2 separate regions of the Mus musculus genome follow, and region 1 is linked to region 2. Evidence: chromatin contacts called from public Hi-C data. All regions are on one chromosome and are shown on one strand. Each heading gives the region's core, a stretch centred on a gene start, on an enhancer-like site or on the middle of the called end of the contact. The rest is flanking DNA. Distances are from core to core; before and after follow the strand shown.

The links. A called contact is a pair of places that touch in the nucleus more often than the background predicts.
Region 1: a contact with region 2 is called in a Hi-C map of the C2C12 cell line, with 2.3 times the contacts expected there. The contact joins the enhancer-like site here to the promoter of Micalcl in region 2. A contact is called at or near these places in 3 of 39 promoter capture datasets (macrophages, maxillary cranial neural crest and trophoblast stem cells), 2 of 15 datasets of contacts at CTCF or cohesin (both in the NIH/3T3 cell line), 23 of 484 Hi-C or Micro-C datasets (the C2C12 cell line, the HL-1 cell line, the N1E-115 cell line and 12 more), 4 of 115 datasets of contacts at active chromatin or transcription factors (embryonic fibroblasts, heart atrium, kidney and 1 more) and 3 of 9 other capture datasets (adipose tissue, liver and pancreatic islet).

Annotation. Positions count from the first base shown.
Region 1 is chr7:112,327,536-112,334,814 of GRCm38.p6, reverse strand. It overlaps Mical2 (microtubule associated monooxygenase, calponin and LIM domain containing 2), which reads right to left. Exons shown (of 26, transcript NM_001193305.1): 16 at 6,095-6,163; 17 at 2,776-2,919; 18 at 861-986. Among named protein-coding and RNA genes, the nearest start is that of Micalcl, 44 kb to the left of the region's middle. Within about 2 kb of position 2,179, at least 40 of the 459 cell types and tissues checked have an H3K27ac peak or open chromatin away from gene starts, as enhancers often do. A contact at or near this core is called in the C2C12 cell line, the HL-1 cell line, the NIH/3T3 cell line and 3 more, where this site is marked.
Region 2 is chr7:112,372,933-112,379,729 of GRCm38.p6, reverse strand. Micalcl (MICAL C-terminal like) reads right to left here and starts at 4,873. Exons shown (of 10, transcript NM_001381862.1): 1 at 4,361-4,873; 2 at 3,641-3,715.

The DNA.
Region 1 (7,279 bases), core at 930-3,429, 42 kb after region 2:
TGAGTGGAGGAGGAACTTCTACACTTGTGTTGGTATCTCCAGCACCCTGATCAGCAGTACTCAGTCCTGGGCCTAAGAGCCCTTACCCCAGACAAACCTCTATAACTTCAGTTCCCATGAGTATCTGTATTCTGAGACTGTCTAGGATGCTAAGGAAGGCCTGGCCCATCCCTGTAGAGACTGTGATTGATCTAAGTATGCATGAGCATTTCTCACCCTCAGAGGACTGGCAAGCACACAGAGACATCATTGCTGCATTAGTCCTCACTGACTGCTGTCCTCCTCTGCTATGAGAGCAACACACCAGACCCAGTGCTGACCAGGTGACCCTGGGATGCGTGGGTCCTCATCCTGACTCCGACCAGATTCCAAAGCCAGAGATGGGATAAGCCACAGTTTCTTCACGTAGGCTCTGGCTGCTCAGACATCCGGAAAGGCTTTCACCATGCCTCAGCCTCAGCTCTTCAGTGGATGTACCCATGAGGCCTCCCTGATTCAACTCCACTATTACTTTTTCAGTAACTTGGAGACCAGCTTCTTCACTAGCTCTCTATACTAAGCCATGACATGGGATTCCCCATAGTGCCACATGGACTTGCTTACTTTCCCTCCGAAGCAACAGCATCAAGAGTGAGTATGGATGGCTGGGTAACACCTGTGATGGTCTGAGGGACCAGTGGCATATACTTCAGGTGGACCTATGTGGTTGTTCTTATCCTTAAGGGCAGCCATCTTATCCAGGGGGGATTTTTACATTCAGCCATATTTGGGGGCTAGAAGGAGCAGTTGATCCCACCCCTTGGCTCAAAGTCCCCTCCCTCTGGTTTTACCAAAATAGTATCCACTGGAAAGAGCCCTACCTGCCTTTTCAGAGGAGGTGGAAGCCTGGGAGTGGACTCCTCCAGCTTGGGGCAGCAAGAGGTGCCAGGAGGGCGAGAGGCAGAGCACAGGACAGGCTTACCTATGCCTGAGACCCGGCGGCAGTCCTGGGAGGAGAGAGGCAGGTCCACAGAGGCGGCCCCAGGAGACAGGAAAGAAAAGACAAGTAAGACCCAGGCATGCAGAGGGAGCACAGGAGAAACAGGGAGGAGACGCGGTGTGAGGAACAGAGATGCGGCTGGCGAGGTTCCTGCAAGCCTGGCCCAGCTGGGAAACTGGATCCCTGGCTCTGAAAGCACGGGGATGGACAAGTCCTGTAGTCCCCTGCTCTGGGACGATGTGTGAATCCCACAGGCCTTGCTTTTGGCTCAAACTCAGGGCTCTGGGCCATCATTGCCAGCCTACACCCAGCTAGGTTGTCTAGTACAGTCCTCCCAGAAACAGAGAGCTCCTTGCCCACTCCAGGACAGCAATGCCCAGGCCACATGGACAGAGCCCTCCCTAACACTGGGGCTTAGAGGAAGTCAGGACTCCAGAAGGGACCTGGAAACTATGCTTAGACAAAGACAGGACTCAAGAAAATTGTCCTTTTGTAACAAAGCTACTTCCTGGGGCAGGTTAGTTATTCAGGAGAGGTGTGGCTTAGCCCAAGACCAAGGAGCCATTTATGCTTGCCTCTAAAGTTAACCAGTGAAGAGACTGTCCCCCCACAAAATGAGCCAATTTCTGTCATGGGTTTGGTGTCTTCCATACACAAAGGGAGTCTGACCCCAGAGTTTTGTAATAATGACAATATATCATAAGGTGGCACCGTGTATCCAAGGCAAGTGTACTGGCTGGTTTTATGTGTCAACTTGACACAGATGGAGTTATCACAGAGAAAGGAGCTTCAGTTGGGGAAATGTCTCCATGAGATCCAGCTGTAAGGCATTTTCTCAATTAGTGATCAAGGGGGAAAGGCCCCTTGTGGGTGGTACCATCCCTGGGCTGGTAGTCCTGGTTCTATAAGAGAGCAGGCTGAGCAAGCCAGGGGAAGTAAGCCAGTAAGGAACATCCCTCCATGGCCTCTGCATCAGCTCCTGCTTCCTGACCTGCTTGAGTTTCAGTGCTGACTTCCTTGGTGATAAACAGCGATGTGGAAAATGTAAGCTGAATAAACCCCTTCCTTCCCAACTTGCTTCTTGGTCATGATGTTTTGTCCAGGAATAGAAACCCTGACTAAGACAGCAAGTGAAGAGAGTAACGAAGCTATGAGCACAGACCTCAAGTGAGTGAGTCAGAGAGGACTCAGCAGTCTGAGGCACAGCAGACAGCCTGCCCTCTCGGGGCACAGCACCCTGTCAGGGTCTGCTGGGGCACGGGGAGGGGAGAGACACCAGGGAACACTGAAGAGATTGGTCAAGTCATTGTTGTTATCTTAGTCACCAACCCTGGTTGGGGAGTGTCACTTCACCATGGACTGAGGTAGTGCTCTCCCACAGTCTCTCAGTTCGATTGTCCCATCTCACATTGGCAACAGATCATGGTTTGAATGCAAAACCAAAATAGAAAATGGATTTAATTACTGCAAGATGAGCACTAGCAAACTGCCTCATGGGTCCAATCGTGGGGCCTGTTGGTGTAAATTGGCTTGGCTGGAATGCCACCACACTTACTTGTTGAGTATCCACTATGGAAGACTAAATGTTCTAGCAGGACAGTGTGACTCCAAAGTAGAAAAGAGCTGCTACCTGTCCCCTGGGAAACGTCTGTTACTTCATAACCAGGAGGCTGAAGGGTTTTGTTTTGTTTTGTTGTTGTTGTTTGGTCAGACCCAGCCGGTGAACTTCAGTCGATCTCTAACCAGAAAGACTCTGCCACCAGAGGGTAGGTCCAGTGACCATGTGATAGCCTTACCTGTTTCACGACTGAAGGGTTCCGAGTGTTCTCCTCAAACTTGGCTAGCAGCTGATTGGCCATGTGCTTGACCTTGTTCTGACTGCCACTTTCTTTAGCATACTCTTGACTGGAGCCCAGGCTGCGGCTGGAGAAGGATGGCAGCTGCAGAGATCAAAGCAGCACATGGGAATCCAGGCGGTGTCAGAACATAGGGCCCCTCTGTGAGACCAAGCAACCGGGATGAGTCCTGGAACTGATGCTCACAGCACAATGTGTGTGTGTGTCTAAAGAGTGCCATGGCCAGCATGAACCCAGCCGTTCAAAGTTTGAACTCGGACTCTTTCCTTCCCAGCCCTGGGACCTTGGTGCTGGTCTTTGAATTTGTCCCATCTACAAAATGGGAGGAATGTCCTACTTCAAGAGGTTATTGCAGAAAAAAAAATCAGCTCTTATAGAGAAGTGTTACATAAAATAGTTTCCAAAATGCATCATTTGGCTGAGAAGTGTGAAGAGCAGGGGTGGGGGGGGGTGGGGGGGGATAGGGAGGGAGGGAGGGAGGGAGGGAGGGAGAGAGGTCAGCTGGGCTGTCATAAGCACAGGTTCAGCTAGGCTATAAGCACAAGCTTTAAGGCAATTTCTCTCTGCTGCTCTGTACTCCTGCTCCCAAGTTCACCCACAACTCCAACCTTTAAATAAAACACAAATCAGAAATAACTCTAGATTTACACAGAAGGTAAAAGAAGTACTCTTGCTCTCGAGCACCCTTTCTCCAGCTGCCTTTGATGGAGTTTCAGGAATAATGTTATCAGAGCTGGGGAGTGGACGCTGGCTTAATGCTGTGATCTGGACCAGGGGCTCTGTTTGGATTGTGTCAGCTTTTCCGTTCCCACCCATCTTCGGTTCCAGGCTCCTATCCAGGATCCTACGCATTTAGTCATCTTGTCTCCTTTGTCTCCTCCGATCTCTGGAGCGTCTTCCTTGGTGCTTATACCTCTGAGGGGCACTTGGCAGCTATTTTATAAAAAGATCCCCAGTCTGGGTTGGTCTGATGTGATCTTACATTTAGCCTGCACTGAAGGTGCTGCGGATTCATGGCACAGGGGTGAGGGGTGCTTTGCACCCATCCTATGAGAACTCATGATGGTAACAAGACTCTGAGGAGTGAAGAAGACCTTGTTACAATGGTTTATAAAACTGAGATCCTTCTCAGTCATCTGCTAATTAATAACATTTGAAATTGTCTAGTATTTCCTAATGTCTTTTCCTGGTCCGTGGGGATCTTTTCCCACACACCTCCAAACACAGAGGGGTGTTCTGTGCCAAGTGAGGATGGTCGGCCATCTCAAGGAGACCATGAATCTTCCCCACAGGAGCAGCGTCCTTGAGGTGGTAAAGATGCATTCATTCAGAGGCGACAAATGGGAAGATGCAAGCTAAAGTTGACTGCTCTTGAAATAAGATCCCAAAGAGAAACAACCTTGGGGAGCGACAATTGTATGCACATCACAGTCAAGTGTTGGATAGACACAAAATGGAGAGTCACTCCTCACTTTAGGGTAGGAAGTGTGTCTTGCACATGACTGTAGGCTCAAGGGCGAGGGGAGAGTTTACTGAATGAACACTGTTCGCACAAAATCAAAGTCAGCCAGTGCAGTGGGCTCCCACTCACTGATGTACCAATAACCTTTTCCCAAACCAGATTTGATTCATTGAGTCCAGGGCTGCATTTCTTTTTCATTTTTATTTAAAATAATCATTTGTGTGTGTACGTGTGGGTGTGTGTAATCATGTGTGTGTGTGTGTGTGTGTGTGTGTGTGTGTGTGTAGGACATGCACATGGGTGGCTGTGGAGACCCGGAGAGGGCATTGGATACCCTGGAGCTGCAGTTTTAGGCAGTTGAGAGCTACCTGATGTGGGTGCTGGGAACTACACTTGAGTCTCTGGAAGAGCAGTGAGCTCTCTTAACCTCTCAGTCATTCCTCCACTCCCTGAAGCCACAGTTTGATGGGATCACCCCCCAAATCTCTGAGAACACTTCAGATGGGGAGGGTGAACATGCTCAAGTTGTAAGATGTGACGAGGACTCCGGATTTCTTTCTCTCAGAAAATGAGGTAAAGAGTGGCAGCTGAGCTTTATCAGGGTGGGCTCCTGGCTTGACTGACAGCTTACTTGCTGAGAGGTGGGACGAGTCTGAGCCATGAAGATTAACGTTTTGCAAAATACAGCAATAAAGCCTCTTCAAGCACACAGAAGGGGCATGCCTCTTCTGAGTCCCGTGAATCCAGTATCAGCATAGCTTACAAATTATCCCATGTCCCTCTGAGTCAGCTCTGACGTTAGCTAGCAGGCTAACCAAAGCTGGCACCCATGCCTCCTTGACATATGCACACTTCCTATTGCAGAATTAGGATGGCTTTGACGAATGTAGCACAGGGCTGGGGAGATGGCTTCGTTGGTAAAGGGATTGGCACATAAACGTGAAGACTCAGGTCCCCCCAACACCCACATAGAAAGCTGGGTGCAGTGGTACATGCCTACAGCCATGGCACTGGGAACTGGAGGCAGGCTGATCCTTGGGACTCATGGCTGGCTAGTTAAACCTAACGGAGAAGACGTCACTTTGTTGTAAGACTCTGCCTCAGAAAAAATAAGGTGGATAGCAAACAGGAAAGACACGTGGCACCAATCTCTGCCCTTGCATGCACACAAGGTGCATGATTGGCCTCCAAAATGTACACACACAGATAAATGAAGTGCACATCTTCTGTCTCTTCAAATTATTAAATGCACACTCCCACTTTGTGCTAACATTTTCAGAGGCAAGTTCTAGACTTTGACACCCAGTCTCCTATAATTCTCTTCTTTCACCAGATGGTGGCGCTTGAGAGCACCCAACATTTGTCTTAAGACTCCAAGTCCAAAAGGCAGTAAAAAATGCAGAGGGCCTGCTGGTGTCTCTTTCCTACTTAGTGTAATTAAAAATTCAATATTAATTAGCTATATTATATAGGTCATCTTATAAATCTACAAGCCCTGCAAAGTTTCAAGCAGTTTGGATGTATCAGCACATCTGACAGACAGACCCCTCATCTCTAGGAGGTTTTCCTCCTACAAGGTTACACAGCTAGGAAGAAGCCAAGTCGGGATCAGAACACTGACTGCTTTTCTATCAAACTGAGCCTGGATCCCAGTGGCTCATGAGAGAAACAAAACAAAACAAAAACAACCAAAACCAAACCAAATGGGACGAGGCCTAGTGACATAGCTAAGTACACCCAAGCCACCGGTCCTCAGGACATGGAGGCTTTGTATTAGCTGAGCCCATGCACACAGACCTCTTCCAGGTGGTTGAAGCCTTGTCGCCGCCTCTTGTTCATGTCATTCTCTTCAGTCTGGGTGTCTACCTGCAATGACCAAGCAAACATGGTGAGCTCAGAGCCCTGGACATTGTTTGAACTAGAAGCACAGCAGGATGCGTGCTTGTCTGGAAACAGCTGTCAGCCCAACGGTAGACATGGGCAAAGATGGTCCCACACACAAGTGCTGGTATGGAGTTATGTCAGGCACAGGGAAAAGTGTTTCTCCTCTATCTCAGCATCCCTTCGACATAGGCAAGGTAGGCACCATCTCGATCCCAGTGGCTTTGGGCTCAGAGGGGATTTAATCATGTGCCTAAGGGCGGAGCCAGGCCTGACCTGGAGATACCTTTTGTGTGAACTGCCTTGTGGAAAGTACCAGACTTTCTGTTCTCCCTGGGCCACCCATGAAGAGGTAGCACAGGTTCACCTGCAAAGAGCATTCTTAGGAGTGAGCTGTCCAGGGCTTTGGTGTCAAATTAAGCCTGCAATCCAGGTACCATTATAAGATTTAATACATTTCAAATAGACATTAGATCCAACCTGAGGTCTAGAGAGCAAATGTCCAGCGTGCCAAGGCCAGTGCAGATTTACTGACTTCCCATTAACTGTAACTATCCACAGACACATTCCCTTTTATAGACATTACCCAGCTAGTCCGATAACACCTCGTAGCTCACTCCCTGCTCCTGTAATCTGAACAATCTACCCGAGGCCTGTGAAGCTCGCCTAGACAGATGAGGAGAGCTGTGAGACTGGGCTTTCAGTGTGCCCTCGGATGGGGTGGAGGTTGGACACAGTGGCTTCTTCCCATGCATCTTTGATCCCAGCGTAGGTATATTTCCTAAGGATGAACATCTTAACTGCCAGCTTCCAGTGGCTTGGACCTCCTCCCAATGGCTATCTCTCCCACAGGGATGAGGGGGGAGTATGGAGTCACTCTAACTTCCTCCATGGCATGGCCACATCCCAGCCTTTCAAACACTGTAAGTGTAGGAAGAGATGCTATAGGTTCACTGTAAACTCAGGCATAACACCCATCCAGGCCTTAGTGTGGCCTGGCCCCAGAAGGGTCATTTCAGGCCTGACTATTCTGAAATAGCAGTCTAAGCATAGAGTCTACAATGCATCACTCAAGTGTAGTAAACACCCACACACAGACAC
Region 2 (6,797 bases), core at 3,624-6,123:
GGCTCAGGGAACAGGCAGGAAGTAATGTATCGCTTCAGAGATGTTTGAGAAAGGATGGCCGCTGGCCTCTGGGGAGGAGGGCAGTTCTAAACTGTGGGCAGCTGAAAGCATCTTGTCCTGCAAGAGCAGGATTCTGACAGTACGTCCCGGGAGGCCGTTTAGACCCACGTATACTGACACTTCCTGTCTCTCTTCCTCCTCTTCCCTTCCAACTCGGTAACCTCAAATCTGCAAGATCAGATATTTTATCTCCAGGGTGGAGCATTTCAAATAACTTATATTGAGCTAGATTCAGAAAAAAGCAGTCTTTCATGGGCATGCTCGGGGCGTTCTTCTCAGGCCACGACAAGCCTTTGTGGCCCTGAGCAGCGTTCCTTAGGCATATCCTGGGACTGTGTGTCATTAGTTTATTTTCCACCCAGTACCCCAACTCCCTGCTTCAACCGGCTCAGTGGCCCATTTAGATGTCTCTTCAGTATGTCCAACCAACAGGTTCTAGCTCATTTCTTAGCTCAACACAATTCCCAGGCTTCCGTTTTCCTCAAAGCTCTAGGTGATAGGTACCTGATCATGTACTCAAACTATGCTTCTGTTGCTCTGAGAAAATGTGAGGAACTTAATGACACAGGGTCAGGCATCTCTGGGGACGCACATCTGAAGAAAAGCTAAGTCTAAGTTACCTCCACCCAAAAAGAGTTTCAAACATCTTTCAGGGACAGAGAGCCCTTGGTGGACTTTCAGTATGATTTTTGCTCTCTTTATATAAAGATTAGCATGTTAGGCAGTGCATACCAGGTGTAGGCTCTCAAAAGATGGCTGCTGTACACGTGGTCCATGAGCTCCCATAGGGTACCCCACCCTTGCCCCAGGCTGTTTCTGAGGGGAAAGATAACCGGGGAACATGGCTGCTGTGGAGGTGGGTTAGAGGGAAACCCTGGGAGAAAGGCCATCAGCTGCCAGGAACTGATGCAGGGGAGGCGCTGGCCTCCAGCCCATTACCCACACCCCATCCCAGCCTGCAACATAATGGTTCTAGCCTAAAAAGGCAAAACTTGTGAGTGAGTCGTTGTCTTGCTTCCTGCCCCCAGTTACTAAATTCCTGCCAAATTCCGTCTCCCTCTCTTTCTCGCCCCCTCAATCTTCTCTCCCTGCCTGAATCAGGCTCCTTAAGTAGCCTCCAAAGTCTCCTCAGCTCCACAGACTGTCCCTTTGTTCCTCTGAGGAGTCACAGAGGACCTTGTGACACAGAGTCAGGGACACCTTGGGCTAGACACAAGCTAGACAGAGAGGTCTTGGGATCTATAAGATCATGATGCAGAAGCCGCTCCCCTCTCCTTCCTGTCATCCCAGGATCCATCCTTGCTGTGAGATCTCTGGTCACAACGTCCTTATCCATTATCTTAAAGTCAGAGGTTGTGGAAGGCTTGAGAAATGGGGCCTGGTCTCTCCCCTTGACTTTGTCCTTGGGCCAAGGCATTGCCCAAGGGCCAGGCAGGACTCCAGAGGGGAAAGAAAGGCCAGGGAGGAGCTGAGAGATGGGAAACCTCTTCCATGAGACTGATCATGATTTCAAGCTCCTCTAAAAGATGGGAAAGGGACCCCCAGGACCCCAATTTATTCACGGGAGCAAGTTACTCACCTCCAGTGTCCTTATCCAAAAGTACCGCCCGCCATGCAGACACAAGCTAGCTTAGCATGATTCGCATCCATTTCCTTCCCCTTGCACACAAACTATCTGGCAAATAGATAGACCCCTGGTCTGCCTCAGAGGCCGTGGGACACCCGGCCCAGCCAGGGTTGCTCTAACTCTTGGCTTAGGAGCTCATTCTTTATCTACCTCCATCCTCTTCTCCCATTCTTGCTGTGGAGCTCTGAGATGGCCCAGCCAGGCTGCTTTGTCCTCTGTAGGGCAAAGGGACTGAGTGCTCCTGGCTAGCAGGTCCTTTTGTGCCAAAGGGGTTGAAAAGTAGGCCCTGGACAGGATTATAGTCTTTGTGCTCGCTGGGGCAATTCCTTGTGCGACTTTCTCTTGTTTTTGTTTGACAGCGGCGGCCTTTCCCCCTGATGGTGACGTTCAGTTCACTCTAAGCCAGCTCAATTGGAAAGGATGCCTATGCCCTATATCCTATAAGCCTTGTTCTGGGGCATAGGGGTTCTTGACTTTCGGGGTTGACATGATGACTGGGATTCCGAGTACTACTGCTTCCTAGTAGGAAGGACTCTGTCGTCTCAAAGTCTTGGAGCGCCCTCTAGGGGCAGCATCCTGCAAGTCTGAACCCATATACTGTTTCATTGGGCCCTAATCCAACCAGTTTTTAAACTTCCTTCCTTTTTTCCTCTCTCTCTTTCCCCCCTTTTACACATAAACAAGAACTCCTTTGAACTAGACCTTGCTAGGTCACAGAAATAACAGGTTCAAGCCCTGTCTGCACCTAGCATGACTGTTGCTTAAGACTCACACCCTGTATCCATTAGTAATGGAATGCTAAAGTCTCCAGGTCTGTCCCCGAAGTCCACCTCTGAGTAGTAGAAGTCTGTCTTGTTTTTTTTTTAGAACCCCTGTCCCTGATGTTTGCCAAGCTCCTATCTCACCTCATGCTGGGAGCTTGCTGAGGACTGACTGAGCGCCCTGACACTGGTGGTACTCAACTGTTGGGATGGCTTTAGCACCCAGGAGGACTGGCCTGAGAGGGATCCTAGCGCTTGTTGTGGGGAGACTCCTGGAAACCTTAGTTCTCTCTGTCCTCTCAGGTTTGACACCTGAAGGAGCTCAGATGATTCAGGTGTCATCTTAGCTTGTTCCCAGGTATGCAGGCCTGGTCTGGCTCCAAAGGTGGCCCTTGGCCCAGGTAGACACAGGAGAAGTGGTGAGTCTGGGGGTTGGTGGGAAGTGACTCATTGGCCAGGAATCAAGCTGACTCGGAAGGAGGAAGAGCAGAAGCCCAAGGCCGTGTTGGGTCAGCCTGGGCAGATGGAGGTGGGAGAGAGAACATGCAGACTAGGGGAGGCAGAAGAGGGTGATGGGGTCAGAGCAGGGTGGACCCTCAGCTTCTCACTCAAGGGTCCTGGAGGAATTCTGTTTGCTGTGTGACTGTGTGTGCATGGTCACTGTAGACACTGTTCCTCTTGTGGGAGCTCTGAAACTCACCCGGGGCCAAGATCTGGAGAAGAAATAAACTCTCTCTCTCTCTCTCTCTCTCTCTCTCTCTCTCTCACACACACACACACACACACACACACACACACACACACTTATATTCTAGTGCAAGCTGCTATCTTCTTGCCTTGGTCACAATGGCATAGAACCAAAAGCAGAGGTGGGGTGGGGTTGGGATCTAGTCCAGTTTCTGGGACAGAACCAAGCACCCGTCTCTCAGTTTCCCTTTCTCATTTCAAACTTGGAGCTCATAGCTGCTACAGCTCTGTGAAACTACAGAATCTTAAGGTGCTGGGATTTCCGAGTAGAGGGAGAGGAATGGAGAGTTCCCAAATCCCTCGGCAATGATTACAGCCAGCAGTGGAAATCAAGTCAAGCTAACAGTTTTCCTTGCCCTTGGATTCCAGGCTAGGCCAGAGAAGATACCATGTAAGGAATGAGCGAGACTGCCCTCCCCCACCCCTCCCCCTGCCCATGACTCACTGGACTGGAATCTTCTTCTCCAGTTCTGGTATTTGCTTGGAGTTGGAGACTGGAGGCTATGGGCCCGCTGCAGAGCTGAGGAGGGAGTAAGAGACCATTAGCTGTGTAGGGGAGGAATTTGTCTCCCATGGCTTACTCACCAAAAGTTAGCAGGAAGATGCTTAGGATGGGCGGAGACACTTCTTATCATAGTGTACTTCTCTGACCCCCCTCCCATTATTCATTAATTCATTCATTCATTTACTCACTCACTCATTCATACACACGTCCATAAAATAATTATATAGGAGGCTGGGGAGATGGTTTGATTCCCTGCAACCCAGATGAAATGCTGGGAGCAGGAAGGAAAGCCTTCCCCAGGAAAGGGCACATTAATGAGTTGCCCAGTGCTAACTGGTCAGGCCTGGAGACACATACTAGTAACACTATATAAACAAGACAGGTTATTTTTAGAAATATATCTGTATGATACAAATACATATATGCATGCAATAGCAATTAAGGAAAAAGGCCATGATTTCAAGTAGAGGAGGGAGAACTGTCTAGGAGAGTCTGGAGGGAGGGAAAGAAAAGGAGAAATGTTGTAATTAGATTCCAATCTCAAAAAGTAACCTGGCTGTAGAGGCATGTGTCTGTAATGGCGGTAGTCCTACAGTGAGATGGGAGAATAGAAACATCAGGAGAGACCCTGCCCCAATAAAGTAGAAAGTGAGAACTGACTCCTGGAAGTTGGGTTCCTGCGGAAGCACTTTTGCAGGGCCCTGTGTGCTTCCCCTCTGCCTGGCTGGGCCTTGAGCACAGGCACTGGCCGCCCCGAACCTCAGAACAGATGTGGCATCCAGCTGCATCCTGTTCCTGTGCAGGGCTCTCAGGCACGGGCCCCCGTGCTTCCATCATAGAGAAAGGAGGGGCGTGAGCGCACATGTGAGGGGCAGAAGGTAGAACTGGGAGGTATGGGGGAGGAAGAGACCCCCAGGAGGGGTCTGGGTGTGGGAGAATGAACAGGGAAGGTTCGAACACAGAACTCTTTGGATCCAACACCTCTCCAGTGAATGTTCTCTCACCTCACTTAGACATCAGCCCACCCCTGTGAGATCCCACCCCTGTGAGATCCCACCCCTGTGAGCTGACTTGAGCACTGCCATGCCAGCCACTACCTGGGTTTCCTTTCTCAGGACCAGAACCTTCAGCTCCTTAGGGTCTCTGCTTTAACCTCAGTGGGATAGTGGAACTGATGGCTCAAGTGCCCCACTGGTGGTAATAGGCCACGTAGGCATAGTTTCACCATAGTGAGGTCATAATATAATAAGAGTCCTAGGTCAGAGGCCCGGCTCCATGGGTTCTGTGAAGCTTGGGTCGAGACATGTCCCAGGAGGCTCAGGTATTTGAATGCTTGGGCACTGAGAGGGCTGGACTCGGAGAATGTATAGCCTCACCCTTCTTCCCGTTCACTTTCTGCTTTGTGTTTGCTATTGGAGAGGTGAGCTCCCAGCTTCTTGCTCTGGCCGCCACCGCTGCTTGCCGCCTGCTGTCAGGCCTCCGTGCCATGCTGGACTCTCATCCCTCTGGAACCGTAAGCCCAAATAAATCCATCCTTTTCTAAGTTTGTCCTGGCCATGGTGTTTTACCCATATGTCAAGCTTTTCCCAGAGAAAGTGAGCAGACGCCATTGTGAAAATGCAGGTTAAGTATTTTAAACACCACAAAGCAAGCATTTGAGCCCATCTCTGGAGTGCTGATGTGAGCTCTGGGTTTAATAGACAAAGATCTGGGTCAGGAGGCAAGAGAACAAAGTCCAGGTGGGGCTGGTTAATCAGTGTTTTGTTCTGGCTCTGCACAGTGACTAGAAGAAACATCTTAGTGCTTGAGAGAACAGGCCACGCCCTTCTCATGATCATGGAGGCTGGGGGTGGGCTGTGTGCGATCTCATCACCGTGACCGTTTGCCATGCTCTGCTGCTCTGAAATCTAAGGAGTGACTGTAGGTTAGAACAGTGACTGGAAACCTGTAGACTTCTTTGGGGGCCTGGAACAGGACTCTATAAGGGCTAAAAGTAAGCCAGGATCACTCTCTTCTTTATGCCTTCAACCTTGGCAGGTGGGAGAGATGGGGCGGGTATCACTTAGTTCAACACAGACGCTTCTGAAGTGATTGACACTCAGGAGTCTGGCCCAAAGCTTGGACAAAGACAGAAGCAAATTCAGGTAGAAAGGCCGGGTTTCCTTGCTCTGTATCAGCCTGTGGGCCCAAGTGAGCAGCAGCATTGGTCTCCTAATTTTGAGATTATAATATAAGCACATCATCTCTCCCTTCCCTTTCCGCCCTCTGGACTGTCCCATGTTCCTGTCCTTGCTCTCTTTCAAATTCATGGCCTCGGTTTTCCCCCAATAATTGTTGTTACACACACACACACACACACACACACACACATTCCTAAATATAACCTGCTCTGTTTGTATATTACTCGTATGTGTGTTTTCAGGGCAATGGGGTCTTGTGTTCTTCCCACTCTTTCTTCCCCTCTCAGCACGCCTTAGTTGACTCCAGTTCTTTGTGTAGGGTTGAGTCCACATGGGCTTTCCCCCCACCCACGTTGGCATGTGGATGTCCTAACTCGGCTTCCGTTTAGGTAGTCATGTTGGTGAGACTTCATGGATGTAGCATCTGACATGACTAGGAAACACAATCTCATTGAAAACATCCCAGTTCTCTGGATCTTACAATCTTCCTGCTCCCTCTGGATTCAGCACTTTTCAGCAAAAGAATCTGTCTGTCTGTCTGTCTGTCTCTTTCTGACTCTGTCTCTGTCTCTCCCCCCGCCCCTTTTTTCTTTCTCTTCCTTTGTGTTTGATATGGTCTCACTATGTAGCGCTGGCTGGCCTGTATCTTGCTGTGTAGACCAGGATGACCTCAGGCTAGCAGCAACCCTCCACCCTCTGCTTATCAAGTGCTGAGAATACAGGTTTGCATACCCACATCGGGCAAAAGAAATGTCTAAGTAACGTTTACAGCAATGGTTTATTGAGCAGTGTCAAACAGCACAAAGCTTAGCTGAGTCCCTTCTCTCAAGCTTGCACTCTGTGTGTACTACTACATAGTAGTATGTTTGCATGTAGGTTTTATGTTCGTTTTTAAAAATGTGTATGAGTATTTGCTT